Linked DNA regions of Gossypium hirsutum: region 1 is linked to region 2. Evidence: chromatin contacts called from public Hi-C data. All regions are on one chromosome and are shown on one strand. The core of a region is the stretch at or near the end of the contact, and the rest is flanking DNA. Distances in the headings are between cores, read along the strand shown. Region 1 holds the start of LOC107886814. Region 2 holds the start of LOC121230411 (ACT domain-containing protein ACR10).

Region 1 (2,700 bases), core at 13-2,512, 180 kb before region 2:
TTTCCAGTTTTTCCCTACATCAAATGGAAAGAAATTGATAAAATTATTGTCCTTGGGACATCAAAAAATAGTTGACTTAACAAATCCAGGCAAAATGGCAAACAGACATTCACAATTCCACTAATTAACTTCAAGGAAGGAATTTTAAATAAACAAACACTTTTGAGTTAATCATCAAAATAGTACTCAGTATCGTACTTGTGTACCTTCACTTTGTCATACTTTTGTTTAAGGTAATACATATTTATATAAACTTTGGTGCGTTAATAATTCATGCTATATAGATTTTGACTAGTTCATGAATTCCTGTCATGTTTGTATTATAATTTGTGTCCTCTAGTATTTTAATTTCTTTTCCCCATGTAATGTAATTGTATAGTGTTCTAAGTTGCTATAGACCTTATATTCTCACCTGCATCAGAAATTATAACCTTTAAAGAGACTAATTAGTACAACTAAATATCAACAAGCCAATGAAGATTCTAGCCATGATACAAATTTACAATAAACAAAAATCCCAGAATACTAAAAGATGAAAATGATAAACTTCAAGTCTATAAATTTCAACTAGTAATCTAACATTTAAAAAAATTTCATGAACTGCAAGTAGAATTTCAAATAAAAAACGATTTTGCAATTTCAATACCTAACATTCCTTAGATAAATATAATATATACATATACATACAAAGAGCCTACTCTAGCTGCTTAGCTCAGCTAAATTTTAAAATTTTCATTTCCTAATCTCGCGAAAAAAAAGGAACAAAAAAAAATTTGAAGAAGCTTATCCACTTTACTAAAACATGAAAACCGACGAGACAAAAAAAAATCCAAACAAATTTTCTTTTCCGTTTTCTTTTTCCCGGTGTTTTCTCAGTAACCAAACAAACACTAAAATCGCAAGCTGTTAAACTAAGGGGAAAAAAAACTAAACATACCTCATTTCATCTGTAAACAACACGGCAACCACTTATCACTCTCCGATCTACTTAATTTCCAGCTCAAAACAGAAGCCTTTAATAAAAGTATAAAAGAAAAAAAGAACACAAATTCAAGATCTGATATAATATATGAAAACAAATAAAAAATCTCAATTAAAAAAAAAAAACAAAGGAAAAAAACCTGACCTTTGAGATCAAGATAAAGAGAGAGTGTTCAGTGAAAATAAAAATAAAATTAAATAAGCGAATGTTCGAAAGAGTAAAGCTTAAAACCGCCAAGAAATAAAAAAAAATGATGAAAAAGTAAAAAAAAAAAAAAGTATATATAACGGAATCGAAACGGATTTTTATTTTACTGAACATTGAGGAATGTTATGGTTTAATTCAGTTTTAGTCCTTCTACTTCCTTCTATTTTAATTTGACTTAATTTATAGGTTAAAATCTACTCTAAATTCTTTAATATTTTTATATTTGTAATTTAATCCCTATATTGTTACTTTTTGAAATTTAGTTCTCTACTTTTTGAATTTTCAAAAGTTAGGTCCAATTTGTTTACATTATGAAAATTCATTTATTAAATTTATTGATGTGATATTTTGAAATAACAAAAATATTTATTTGGTGGCCATGTAACAAAAGAAGTTTAACAAGGGTAACAATCGAACTTGAATTTCTAAATCTAAAAAATAAAGGTTAATTTTCTTAAAATAAAAAGAAGTGGGATTAAATTCTAAATATACAAAAAGTACAAAAACTTAGGATATATTTCAACCTTTTTGTATAATATTATTCAGCCGCACAATGAAAATTTAGTCACCTAATTATGTTTTTTTTTGTTATTCAATCATGAAAAGTTACAAAATAGTCACTCAATTATTTAATTTTTCCATTTTTGATCACCCAACTATCTTGAATTGTTGAACGCTTTCATTTTTATGTTAGTCAGTTGGTGACAAAAAAAGATAAAATTGAATAATTTGACAACTATTTTCTAACTTTTCATAGTCAAGTGACCAAAAAAGAAAAAGAAAATAATTAGATGATCTCTACCATAATTTACCCATGATAAATTTACAAGACAATTGAGTATTTTTTTTCAAAAAAATCCACATCATATAACTATGTTATCAATTTGAATTCAGAAATAGAGAACTAAACTATGTGAAATTATAGTAAAGAGATTAAACTTAAATTATAACATAAAAGGAGGACTAAATTATAATTAAACATTTTTTTGGTTTAAGTGGGTAATATAAAGTGCCTGTCATGTCCGGGGATTCCTTGTCTGTGACGGTGACCCACAAAAAACAAAGTAGTGTATGATTTTATCTTTATATTATTGCATTGTGTAGTGTGTACGTAGTAATTTTTTTGACGGTGATGTAATAGGCGTTAGATGTGCAAAAAAGGCGTGTTTGGAAGCGAGTAAATGCGGCAACTTGATGTGTTCGGCTTTGGGCTTTGGATGTAAGTTGATCGGCTCAGCCCATGGAATAAACCCTTTTGGGGATAGCTAATCTTCGGATCCCAAAGCTGACGTTTGGATGTTCTCTAAGCCACCCACTTGGCCACTCACCGGCTCGACTTGGCCTTTCGAGGTTTTTGTGGGACCCAACTCAGTGGAGGACTACTAAAATTAAAATATTGATTTATACGTTTCGAACTTGTTCTAAAATAACTTCATTTTTAATTTTTTTCTTAATATTTTATTATAGTGAACAATAATTTTAATTTTAATTCTAATTAACTAATCTTAATA
Region 2 (2,700 bases), core at 39-2,538:
TTTAAAAAATAAATAAATAATGAAAATATATATTTAAAATAAAAAATGTAGTTTTCATTTGTGCTTTGCTGGATTGATCATTAACAAGTGGTGAGATCCTATTGGATGAGAAACTTTGTATTAATTTTAATATTATTATTAGAAAAAAAAACTCGAAACGGTGACGTATAGTTGACAGATGACAAAAGGTAACTTTTCCCAGGAACCTAGGTTTTAAAGCCTTAGAAAGTCACGTGACCAATGGGGACCATCCAGAAAATACGACACGTGATGGCGGTAGCCCGTGTGCAGGTGAGTCACGCTCGGGTAACGTAAATGCTGACCCAATGGAGTGAAAGTAACAGGTAAAATCAAAATATCTTCATTTCCGGTTGATATTAAATTCCATAAAAAACTTGGTATAATTATAGAGGAATCCCCGATAATAAGAGATAAATTGTATTTCATTCATTTTATTAAAAATTATTAAATTAATTTTATATTTTAGATTAAAGAGCAAAATGATCATTTTGTTAAAAATTTTATTTATTTGTTATTAAAAACTAGTCCCTATACATTAGTATGAGATATATGTGGCACGTCACGTATCAATGTCTAATTATTGCGCCAGCCGCGCTAGTTTTTAATAGTATAAATAGATAAAACTTTTAATAGAAATGATCAATTTGCTCTTTAAATTAACTTACAAGGACTAATTTGGATATTTTTTGAGTAGATGGAATAAAATATAATCTTGCTCTTGGTATAAAGGTTTCCGTGATAACTTTACCATAAAAATAATTAAAATATGAAATAAAATAGATATTATTATACAAATATGGCATGAATAAATTTTTGTTTCAAATTTTATCTAATAGAAATAGTAATTTTATTAAAACTTATATACATATAAAAAATTTAGCAAATTATATTTATTTTCAATAATGTTGAAATCGAATTTAGATTGAAAATCGACCAATACATCAATCCGAAACAATAAGAAGAATCGTTCGCGCTCATGATTGAACCTAATTTTATAATTTTTAATTTTTTTAATTTTTTTAATAATTTATTTTCGTCACTAATGCAATATGAACCAAAGTATTCTGGAGATTGCATACCGTCTTTTCTATTTTCTAATAATTAAAAAGTAAATTAATTATTTTATTAAAAATTTCCTCCATTACATTAGCATCAGTATGAGGTGCACAAATGGACGAAAATTAAAAAAAAAAGAAAAGAAAAGAGCGATTTACTCGTAGAAAAATTAATTTACTAATTTTTTTAATTAGGAAGTAAAAATGCAAGTACTTTTACACTTAATATTCTCTGGGACCTTCAAAAACAGCCAAATGAAAGCACTCCCAGCCCCCAAATGAATAAAAATCAAGAATCATTCAATGGTTTTTTTGTTTTTCTGAAAGCTTAGAATAAGAACAAAGCTATGGGTATCCTACACGACGACGTAGTGATCATAAATCAATCAAAGAATGAAGCAGAACCCAGTGTCATCACCATTAACTGCCCTGACAAAACCGGTTTAGGCTGTGATTTATGCCGTATCTTACTCTTTTTTGGTCTCACCATTGTTAGAGGGGGTAAAAAACTAAAAACCCAGTTTTGTATTTCAGTTTTGATTTTGTGAAGATATTGAGAATTTGATATTTTGACTTTTTTATGGTCTTTTTTTTTTTTGTGAAGATGTGTCAACAGATGGGAAATGGTGTTACATAGTGCTTTGGGTGATTCCTAAGCCAATTATAAAATGGGATACTTGTAGATGGGAATTGTTGAAGAACAGATTAATTGGGACTTGCCCTTCTTGTTCTTCAGCTTTTGGTATTTCATATTACAGTTCTGAATTACCGTCTTCAATGGTTACAGATGTGTTTCTTATCAAGCTTTTTTGTTATGATAGAAAAGGCCTTTCACATGGTAAGCTTTTGTTCTTGATTCGGGGTTCTTTCATTATATTGAATTTTAGGATTGCTAAGATCTTTTATTTTTGGTTAAATTCTTTAGTCTTTATACTCTGTGAAATTTGTGGATTTAGTCCCTGTATTTTAGTCTGACTCAAACGCTAGTAGTTAAATTCGTTTGGTTAAAAACAATTACTAGTCTTTTGCTATGCGAACTGTTATAGATTTAGTATATCTTCTCCGATTTGAAATTCCAAGTTCTTTATATCTTCGAATTTTGAAATTTCAATTTTGTTGCAAATGATGGTAGTTAATCTATTAACTAGGTTTTAGTGAGTACTATATGAAAATAACAAGCTAACATGGCATGAGACTTATGATAATATGTTTGTCCCATCAAATTTTGGAAATAACCATAAAATTTTGGAAATAACCAAACTTAATGAATTTAACAATTTATTGTTTGTTGAGGACTGAAATTTTAAAATTTGAGAAGTAAAAAGTACAGGGACTGATATCAGAATTTAACTTTTAACTTTCCTCTTTGTTAGTTTCGTCAATCATAGATGAATTTGTGCATTGAAAATGTGGGTCTAAACTATATTTAGTGAATGAATTATAGGTGCTTTTTCATGGCAGATATCACAACAGTTCTTTGTAATCTCGAACTCAATATAAAGAAAGTGAAGGTATCGACAACTCCGGTCGGGACGGTGATGAACTTGTTCTTTGTCACTGATACAAGGTTTTGTATTACAAGTTCCCTTTGGTTATATACGTATTATGTTCGATTTGCTTTGAT

The links. A called contact is a pair of places that touch in the nucleus more often than the background predicts.
Region 1: a contact with region 2 is called in a Hi-C map of leaf, with 2.1 times the contacts expected there. The contact joins the promoter of LOC107886814 here to the promoter of LOC121230411 in region 2. A contact is called at or near these places in 5 of 34 Hi-C or Micro-C datasets (callus, leaf and seedling).

What each region holds. Positions count from the first base shown.
Region 1 is chrA01:117,900,096-117,902,795 of Gossypium_hirsutum_v2.1, reverse strand. It overlaps LOC107886814, which reads right to left and starts at 1,262. Exons shown (of 10, transcript XM_041115194.1): 1 at 1,127-1,262; 2 at 938-1,013; 3 at 1-14.
Region 2 is chrA01:117,724,292-117,726,991 of Gossypium_hirsutum_v2.1, reverse strand. LOC121230411 (ACT domain-containing protein ACR10) reads left to right here and starts at 1,288. Exons shown (of 6, transcript XM_041115112.1): 1 at 1,288-1,577; 2 at 1,681-1,914; 3 at 2,538-2,643. The coding sequence starts at 1,424.